2 separate regions of the Mus musculus genome follow, and region 1 is linked to region 2. A link is a contact called in public Hi-C data. All regions are on one chromosome and are shown on one strand. The core of a region is the stretch at or near the end of the contact, and the rest is flanking DNA. Distances in the headings are between cores, read along the strand shown.

Evidence for each region. Hi-C and Micro-C count contacts between places; a contact is called where the count stands out from the background.
Region 1: a contact with region 2 is called in a Hi-C map of cerebellar granule neurons, with 2.0 times the contacts expected there. The contact joins two enhancer-like sites. A contact is called at or near these places in 2 of 39 promoter capture datasets (cranial neural crest and embryonic stem cells), 3 of 484 Hi-C or Micro-C datasets (cerebellar granule neurons, cerebellum and nephron progenitors), 11 of 115 datasets of contacts at active chromatin or transcription factors (the 230-238 cell line, embryonic basal ganglia, embryonic fibroblasts and 8 more) and 2 of 9 other capture datasets (adipose tissue and pancreatic islet).

What each region holds. Positions count from the first base shown.
Region 1 is chr14:93,874,222-93,879,478 of GRCm38.p6, forward strand. The region is part of intron 2 of Pcdh9 (protocadherin 9); the gene reads right to left. Among named protein-coding and RNA genes, the nearest start is that of Pcdh9, 14 kb to the right of the region's middle. Within about 2 kb of position 2,205, at least 3 of the 459 cell types and tissues checked have an H3K27ac peak or open chromatin away from gene starts, as enhancers often do. A contact at or near this core is called in cerebellar granule neurons and cerebellum, where this site is marked.
Region 2 is chr14:93,347,972-93,353,367 of GRCm38.p6, forward strand. All of the region lies in intron 3 of Pcdh9 (protocadherin 9), which reads right to left. Among named protein-coding and RNA genes, the nearest start is that of Gm23509, 210 kb to the left of the region's middle. Within about 2 kb of position 1,345, at least 3 of the 459 cell types and tissues checked have an H3K27ac peak or open chromatin away from gene starts, as enhancers often do. A contact at or near this core is called in cerebellar granule neurons and cerebellum, where this site is marked.

The sequences.
Region 1 (5,257 bases), core at 955-3,454, 530 kb after region 2:
AATGATTCCAGCTGCGTTAAGTACTGACTGTGCAACAGATTTGGTTTTTATATGTTGTTTTGTAATAGGAGTGATGTGAGAGGTGAAAATCCCCAGGTGGGGGCCGCTCCTATGGGTAATAGACAAAGAACTCCATTAATAACAAGTGCTAAGGGGAACAAGATGATTTTAAATGTGGCAGACAACTGAAACGGGTACAGGTAAAATACTAAAGGAGAAAAGGTGAAGTAATTTCACAGACAAAATAATGAGAACTAAGATCAAAGCAAAGCGTTTTATGCATTGTATTCCATGTTGTTACAGATCAACTTCTTATAACATCTAATAATGAAAATGATGCTAAAGGAAAAGTAGATGAATGCAAAGTCATACCTACAGAAATTTTTTAAAAAAGTACAGTAAAACAAAACAATTATAAGCGAAATTAAAAGAATATTCATCTGTTAAGTAAACTGGGTACCTCTCTCAGTGTGGAGCTGCTATGTTTAGACAAAAGAGATGGAAGACGGTCCTTGAGTGCCTGAAGAACATACTCCATAGCTGGTTGATGTTTGCAAACTTAACGTCACAATAATCTTAATAAGTAAACATATGTCCACGAAACTGAGAAATCAAGGGCCTACTTCTACTTGCTAGGTGATGCAAGGCTGTATTAATAATGACAACATTTTCATATAGTAGATCATCCAGTCATTTCTGCTATGACAAGTATCAAATTATTTCTATGGTCTCCAATTTACTAGCTGGCAAAAATGAATTAAATAGGTCAAATCATCTCAAAGGCACATTTGAAGCTTCAGCATGTAAGAATCCTCTGAGTTCTATTAGACACTAAATTTATCTTTCTAAAATTAATATAGTAACCAGACACTGCATTAATCACTATTCAATTATTATTTTGCTTCCCTTTATAGAGCACTTGTTAGATTCTAGTGCATTTTCTACTTTACCAATGAGTGCGCTAAGAATAACTGCATGGCACCTTTGCCTGTATCTTTTCTTATCTTTCTCAACCATGGAACAACACAAATTCAGTGGACATTATATTTTAGGGAAAACACTCAGTACGCATTCCATCTAAATACTGTGATAGTTAATACTGACTGCCATCCTGTTAGAATCTAGGCTCACCATGGAGAAATACTTTCAACCAGTTTGCTTACACAGTGTGTTTTTAAATTAAGGAAATCACAAAGGTTGGAATCCCAGAAGGAATAGAGTAGATGGTATGCTGACACAAGCATTCGTGTATCTCTGTCTGCAGCCTGAAGGTGTAATCTGACCAGCTGCTTCATGTCCCTGCTGCTATACCTTTCCTATCGTGATGAACACTGCCTTCAGTCTATGAACCAATATAAACTTTTGCTTCTTGCCTTAGTGTGATCTCGTCCATATTTTGTCACATCAATGAGAAGAGGAAAAAAGAAAAGGAAGAAAACACTGCAAATATGAAGATGCAATGAGAGGATTCCTCTTTCTGATTTACGTCTTCCACCCTTCCCATCTTGGAAGCCTTGATATATAATGTAACAGACACACCTACTGTTACATAAGAAAAAAGCAAGTTGGTCAAGTCAAATACAGTTAGATGGTGTGAAATGTAAACGGCCTAAGAATGTTTGTGTCCTCTTATACAATTTTGTAGACAAAATATAAATGAAAAGTATGATACGAGGATTAAGTTTAAATTCAAAACTCTCTCAGAAGATTTCTAAGATTCTCATCAATTCAGTTCACTTCAGTCATCACTACTGAAAGTTCATGTAAGGGTAAAGAAATGTAAGTGAGTCACTTTGACACTCTGGAGAAGTCACTACAGTTCTCCTTAACTACTATACTGCAGATAGTAATGCTTCAGCCTGTGGAATGCCCGCATTGACATTTGATGCTAAAACCAGGTCTGTGCTTGGTACCATCCTGGCTATATACCTGGGGTGGGCCTTTGTCAGCTGGAGAGGATGCACTGTCCTGCTAGGAACAGATGGCCTGGCAGGAAAACTTTAAACCCTGAGGCTCACTGCTCCTACTACTACCCAGAAGTCAATAACCCTTACCTCAAGCAAAATTGAATTGTTTAAAATAAGAGATGTCAAGTATCAAAGGGTTTTTGTCAATTATTGCCATATTTAAAAAACCATCAGTGAAATGAACATATTTTGCTGTCACTGTATTTATGAAAGATCTTCCTGTCAAGACTGAAATGAGGGCTTCAAATCATGCTAAGACACCGCAGAGATCCTCACTGATTTTATAGTACTGCAAGCTAATGTTCACACTTATTTGAATTTTGAGGCAAAAGTATAGGCAATTATCATATAAACTCTATCAGCTTTTATTTAGGAAATTTGAATACACTGAGATAAAACATTTTTAACCTAGGTACAATAAAACAAAATATTATGCCTACTTATTAGGAAAGACAAGAATGAAGAAAGGAAAATTTTAAGAGCAGTGAATGAAAAATTAACTTCAAATTGAGGGTTTGCAAAGAGTACACATGGGAGGACCCATGGCTCCAGCTGCATATGTAGCGGAAGATGGCCTACTCTGTCATCAATAGAAGAGGTCCTTGGTCCTGTGAGAGCTCAATGCCCCAGTGTAGGGGAATGCCAGGACTAGGAAGAGGGATTGGGTGGGTTGGTGAGCAGGGGTGGTGGGGAAGAAAATAGGAGGTTTTCGAAGGGAAACCAGGGAAGGGAATAATACTTGAAATGTAAATTTAAAAATATCTAATAAAAATGCATAGTGAGCAAAGCAAAAAATAAAAAAATAAAAATAAAGATGGAAAAAAATTAGAGGGTCTCTCTGGTATTTTGAAAAAGGAAGGGGATGTTATGAAGTTTATTACGCACTTTATGTATACTGTCAAGATATTTACCTCTCTGGGTGCATGTGCTTTTGTGTTTATATACTTTTGTTTATGGTAAAGAGATCTAGAGAAACAATATAGACCATTTAAAATCAGCTGAGATGCTGAGAAGCTGAAATTATGCTAAACAACACAAATGAATGTCTTTCATCTAGTGACTTAATAAGACACAGAGCAAAGAAAAGTTGCTGGCACAGGTTCACTCTCAGCTGATACAGAGGAAAGGCCATTGTGTCTCAGGATTTCCAATGTGAAAATCAGTTCAATAACATGAATATATGACCCAGGAGGGCATCAACTCACATCTCAGAGCACACTCCATTTTGTCTCCATTTGTCACTTGCACCATCTACACAGTCTCCTGCAGAATCCTGTGTAGCAGAGTATTTGAAAATCCTCAGCATGCAGCTGTTATCACACAGAGGCCCAGATTGGTTGTATCCTCAGAATCCAAAAAAGCACCAGTATCCTTTTTCTCAGAGATCTACTACGGAACTACTGTCAGCAGAAGACATTTTCTTTCTTTGAAAGATACAGCTTCATCTTATAGTGCCTCCTGCTTCTATTTCCTCCTTATTGATGTTTGTTTAATGAGGAAATGGGGGAAGAAGTAAAAAATTTCACTCTGTGCATTGTGATTGCTAGTCTTTTGTTTCCCAAAGTAATCATGATGAAAAGAGCCCGCCACTTTGCCATGTTCGGATTGTGAGACTCACATGATTTACATGGAAGCAAAAAAAAAAGTTTTTAAAATTAAAAGCATATTTGTAACTATTTTGAAGTACATATGGTCATTCCTACAATTTTGAATATAAGCACCCTAGTCTGCAACATCAAGTATGAGTGAACTGCCAGCCATTTTCTCAACATTATCATGGAGGTAAATGTATAAAATCTATACATGCCTGGACTAAAAAAATCATGGAATGGATATACAATATTGGAAAATGAGGCAGAAAGGAATTCTACCAATTGCTTGAAATATGTTTCGAGATATCAAGGGCTTTCATTTTTAATTCAGTCAGAACTGATTCTATTCACAAATTTGAGAGTGCTTTTGTAGGAGAAGTGAAGGCCCAAATCACAGGCATCAGAGGTATCTCCAAAAAAAGAGCCCGTACTCCTGGACAATCTGTTCTTCCGAATCAGGAACATCAAAGAGGAAACCTGCTCACTCTAAGGCATGTCTGAGATTTTCATTCTTTTGAATATATCCAATGTGTCTGCATTTGAAAAAAAAAGGGGCAAATCTAATTCTTTAGGCTATAAATCACTCTAATGTGGAGGGAAATGTGTTAGCTGGTTGTATTACAAAGCCTTTACTTTATATTTAATAGGCACCTGCAATTCCAGCATTCTACAAAGCGCTCTACTTTGCAAATCTTTAAAGCCCTCCTTAATTTTCAACACTGATTTCCTGCAGTCTATGAGCTTATGAAGGGTTCACTGTGTTCATACAGATCTATGCAAAATGTGTCGCCTGGGCTTCCTGGTCTGTGATGGTATTCATCTGCAGGTGAATCCCAAACTCCTATCACTGCTATGCTTATTTCCAACTAAAATAAATATTCTCAGGATGAATGCTGAAGATTAGGAAGAAAAAAAAATGTGGCTAAGTAAGTAGCTGGCAGGGAGACATGCGTAAATAGCCGCTCAATAACAACCCTTCATACCACTGCAGTGGAAGCTTAAAGTACCAAAGCCCCTGCCACCATTGCTTTTTGGAGTTCTAAAAGGGATTAGATAGTTTCTTAGTCAACTGCTGAGAGCTTGAAAAAGGCTTGGAACTGGACAGTAGGAAAGATGCACATTAGTGAAACGCAAAGATGGTTTGTCAGCAAAGACTATGGAAGGACATCAAACTAAAGACATTATACAAGCAAGAAAAATGAACAAAATTCCTATTCTCCCCTAGAGCCAATATAATTAGAGTCCTGCACATGTTAGTGTACCTAGTGAAATTCTACATAATAATGTCCATTCAAGAACAAGTATGTCACCTCTTTGCTCACATACGCTTGAATAATTTATATAGAATGAATCAGAAGAAGCAGTCACACGTGCTTTCTTGTCCTGCCTGGTTTCCATTTTCCCTTCTGGATCGGCTCCCACCATGTCCATCATTTAAAAAGCAACACATCCTCTATAAACTAATGGTGAAGATGATCAGAAAACATTTTCACAGGTCTTACTGGCTATACATGTAAATAGATCTCTAATGCATGTCCCAGGAGTCTGGCTTATTTTGAATTACATATTATAACCTCGAAAGCTCTACTAATTCTGCCTGTACTCTTATTTATAGGAGACACACTGATTGGGACATATAAGTGTGGAAACTTAAAACATTTAAGTTTAAAACAGTAGACTGTTATCTACTTTCCGTTA
Region 2 (5,396 bases), core at 95-2,594:
GGATATCGATGGTAGGAATCAAAATGAAAGACATCAACAAAAATAAAATAAAACTATTGAAATACCTTATTCAAAAGCAATATAGAAGATGAGATCTAAATAGCCACCATTTACCACCCCACCCAGACCTCCCTTTTATCTTTCTGGTCTGATTCAGTGCAGAGTGGTGTATCCAAGTAGGGAAGGATCTACACCAGTCAGCCTGAGGAGATTATTTGAAGACGTGGTAAGAAAAGAGCAATAGGTTGAAGACAAGCTTCATTTGTGGTCTCTTCTGATCTTTGTACCAAAACAACTCTGTGTTAAATAGGTGAAAATAAAGAGGTCAGGTATACTTGCTTTAGTTACATAATATTTGGACATTTGTTGTGAACTTTAACTGTGAGAAAGATGATTAGTAGCAGATTCAATTCTGAAAAGAAATAGTTCCACCCTAGACTATAGTTGAACCATAGAGTACAAGTATTTACTTAGAGAATAAAGTTAAATATATACCTGTGCTGTATTTGTAGCGGTATATGAAAAATTAATATCACATTTTTTTCAATTTTTATAACAATGAAAATTAGTTTTCTGATAGGAGAATAATAGCCTAAAGAATTTACAGGAACATAATCATAGAAGAAAAATGTCTTATCCCTGAATAGCTTGTTGTAGCAAATGCCATTTTCTTGTTATACTTTATAATTTCTGATATGTTTCACTTACATTACTGAAAAGTTAGTATCTCAGGAAATTAAAAAGTTATATTTGAAAAGGTGCATTTTATTAAAGCAATAAATAAAAAAATAAATAAATAAGAGAAACTTCTTCAGATATTGCTTTGCAGCTCTGAAGACAGCAGGATCCTTCCAAATGTCACAAGAAAAAAAAAAACATCTGGTCAGAACCTGACAGCATCAGAGAAAAATGCCACTGAATTAATACTGCCTTAGAAGGCCTTGGGGAAATAGAGAATATATTATCAGTTTGGTAGTGAATGACACCCAGAAACTGAAGGACTAAACACACAAGTTAGAACAAACATGGAAACATCTTAGCTAACATAAGAAAGTGGGCTATCTTTTCAAACGTTAATTCCATTTTTTCAAAGAGTTGTTTCATGACTGTTTAATTTCTGTGTAAGTAACTGACATGCTGGCTCTGTTCACAATCCTTACATCTGTATCTTGTTTCTTTTATATATAAAGTTCATCTCGGTTTCTGTACTATTGGAAATCAGAGATGTACACATGCCTTAAGATTTCAGAGAATCCTGTTTAGATAGGATTTGATCTAAAAGGAGGCATATGTTAAATCGTCTTACTTGAGGCCAGACTCTCTTCTAACTCTGCACCCCACAGTGCTCATTCGAGTGAAGAGTCATCTTTGAAGGCAATTGGAGCGTCTTGGTTGGCTGAGCACCATGGAGCTTGGAGCAAGATAAAAAAAGAACCACAGACTTTCAACTATAATTCTGCTAGCGGGACATACTGAAGCCATCCAGGCTGACAACTGTGGGATGGGGTTCACTGGCCTGTTAGCCACAAAGAAATACATAGCATACGTCTATAATTATAAACCAAACATAATCCAATAACAAATCGGTAAAAGGGTGCTAATTACACTCAAAATTTATTTTATTGAAATTTTCTTCTAAATAATGTATGCATGCACATATAATTATTGTGTTTAGAGTTCATCTTTGCATCTGTGTCAAGATATGGAGAAATAAGACATGGGTTTTATTTGGTTTTCATTAACATAGCATAGAAATAGCATAGGTAAAGACTGTATTGGTAACTTATTTTAACCTAAGGGAAAACTGAAAGTTTTAATAAATGTAGTTTTCCTACGTTCAGCAACTTTTAGGTCCTTTATGAATGCCTTATCACTGTGTCCAAAATTATTAAAAATAAAACACTCCATGTTCTATTACTAAATATGAAGGAGAGTTCAAAATCTATTCAAGCGATTTTGATTCCCAATCAAGTTTGGGAACATTGTACTTGATTTTCTGTGGTCAAATCCCTCTAAAAAATCAAGAAAGAGCGTCTAAAAGACGCTAGTATAATTCAGCTAGTTAACCCTGTTATGCCAATATGCTTCCAGAGACAGGCTTTCTATAAATATTTTATAGTTAAACAGGTCTACTGTATGCATTCTTTTCTACTCTCCGTTTCTCTTATATTAACTAGTCATTACTTTTCTTATCCTGCATATTTGTAAAATTCCCTCATCTACTTTCAATATCCACTATGAGTCTCTTTACAAAACCATCCAAAACAAAAACAAAAAAACCTCTTTCAACTGATAGGCAAAATTGTCTTGTTCATGCCTCCATAATGTAGCTTATTCATAAATCTTTGGATCTTTTTGTGGATAAACACACACACAGAGTTAAAATGGAACTCTAACCACTTTCTTGATGACTCTTGTTGACAATGCAACACCTTTCTCCTTGTTTTTTCATCAAGATTTATTTTTCTGAAATTTCTTATTTTTTGTTAGTTAAACTTAGAATCTCAGTCTTTCTGTTCAAAGTCTTTTAATTCATCAAGAGTGATGGCATGCCAAATGACTTCTTATGAGTTCCTGTTGTGCATCATTTTGGTCACCCCTGGATTTCTGTTGCTCAGTTTGTAGTCTTTATTGTCGAAAAAACAGATGAAGTAGAGAGTGTAATATGTGCCTTTGCATTGAGAACCTACAACTGTCTTATACAAATGGTTTCCCATTATTTATGTTGGATGTGATTTTCAATTGAAGCATATTTATTTAGACTAATGCTCGTGTCTTTCATGAGAAATAAAAATTGAGAATAAAAAATGAAAAATTGGAACTCTAATTTTTATGTCATTGTGAGATACTAGAATAGTGTTTCCTTCAAACATGTTTCTGAGTCCTTGGACTTAGATATCAGAAACCAAAGGGTGAAACTAAGAAGGTTGAGGGGCTAGAGCCAGCGGAAAATACTGATACGTGAAGCCAAAACTGGAAACTGAGCACCCGGCTGTGTGAGATCAGAAACTGCAAGCAGAAGCCAAGCTGAGTCAAAACCCAGGACTGGTAGTCATGGCAACAAGGCCACATCCAGGAGTCAGAGCCAGAAATCAGAGCAGGTCAAATATGGAACAGGCTGTTGGTCAGAGTAGAGAGGTGACAGCCAGAGAACCAGACTAGGAAGAAACCAGGAAACGCTTCATGGTGCCCAGACGGCAAAGAAGTTCCTGTGCCCAGGCCAGATGGAATTCTGCTGGATGTCTGGTCACGACTCCAGCTGGCTCACAGTCCCATTCACTGTTCTTGTGCAGATTCCTCCAACTGCCTTCTGATGTTCTATGGTTTCCTATCTTTTGGATGCTCTGAATGCAGCTTCATAAAGTTAATTTTGCCAGAAGTTCGGTAAGGTGACTCCATTTATAGAATATGTCAGAAGCAAGTTAAAAGAGGATTTTCTTCTTTACACTATATACGAGAGTATACTATGTCTTTAACTACCACAATAAAAAATCCAAGGACACTGACCATGACATTGCGATATTATAAAATAAGCCTTCAGAAGCATTATCACATGTCTATTATGTGTCAGAGTCTCTACAAAGAAAAAGCACTGATATTATTATTAGTAAAACTGATGGTTACCAGTTAACTATAACACACGTAGATGGCTTTGTGATATTATAGTATTTCACTAATAATAATGTCTGGCATATTTTCATACTATATCTAGCTGTACTGTTTTTCTTATTGAGAAGAGCATATGTGAATATGTGAAACAGATTATTAGTATTATTTTCATAAGAACTTTATTAGGTAGGTATTTATTGCCACCTGCCTCTTTTTGAATACAGAATGAAACTGAGACGTAGTGATAATTGTGAGCCAAATATGGGAGGAGCCAAAGGTGAAAAAAATTGAAGCCATTATGTAAGCATTAGACACAAATCTGTCATTTTTTTGAGCATATGTCTGTAAATTTAACATATTCTACCGAAGTATTCAATTCTGTATCCAGTTTATCTGTACAGTTACCAGAAGAAAATAAAATCGAAGTTATCCCTATCAACACTCTATCATGTAGGTAATGTAATAGTATAAGCCTCTTAGAAGCAGTTTTAAAGGATTCCCTAGATGACAAATGGGAAGAAACTTAGGATACTTATGTTTTTATCCATTGAGGTAGCTCTCTCTGATTCCCCTAACTTACAAATATTAGACACTCATCAAACTGCACAGTAGTCTGAAAAGCTGCCGTAGGTACATTAATCACAAAGTTTTCCATTATCTTTTCTCAAACTAAAAACATTAAAATAGAGTTTTTTTTTTACTCTAAGTTTTGAAGTCTACTTTTATGAAATGATGGCACATTTTCCCAAATTTGTTAGCAGCCCTCATCTTTGAAAATGAAGGGTCTAGCTCTTGGGGGCTTCCAAATTGCAATTTCAAATGTTTAACAGGTAACACAAAGGCCCATCCCAAATCAGATACAGATAAAATAATCCCTTTAACTTAGCCAAACAAGAATCTGTCTGTCTGTCTGTCTGTCTGTCTGCCTATCTATCTAATCTATCTATCTATCTATCTATCTATCTATCTATCTATCTATCTATCTATCTATCTATCTATCTATCTATCTACCTATTTGTGTACGTATATATGTGTTTGTGTGTATGTATGTATATATGTGTGTGTATGTGTGTATGTGTGTATATAATTTATAAAATCTTAAATATATGTATATATGTTTGTATTATATAGTATTGATTTCTGAATATATATGTACATATACATGCAAATATAGTTGATTAGGACCATCAAAACCCACTATTGCTGATTTAACTAAAAAGTTGAGAAGAATTAGATAAATAAATAAAGATAGAGAGTAAAGAGTTAAAAACAAAATAGACTCTGAAACACCGAGGTATAGTGGATATAAATGCAGAAAAAAACTTGCTTGTCCCTTGGTTACTGGTTTTCTTAATGACAATCACTATGGATGGTGAAAGCCAAAAAGAAGAAAGAGTGGGAGCAAGGGCATTTTCTTAAGCCTTGTTCTCATAAATATGGTGGCATAAAATTTGGGTGTTCTCTTATTGTCAGGAACCTTGATTTTTCTATAAGATACCTAAAAAGTGAAATTATAAATATATTGGCATAATGTTTTGAAACAAAGATATATATATATATATATATATATATATTGAAACATATATATATATATGTTTTGAAACAGATAGATAGATAGATAGATAGATAGATAGATAGATAGATAGATAGATAGATAGATAGATAGATAGATAGATAGATACAGGTATAGATATAGATAGATATATGGATATATACTGATGCTAATTTTGTTTTTATCTGGATGTTTCTTGAATGGTGAAGAAGGAAAATGAACATGTGTAATTAAG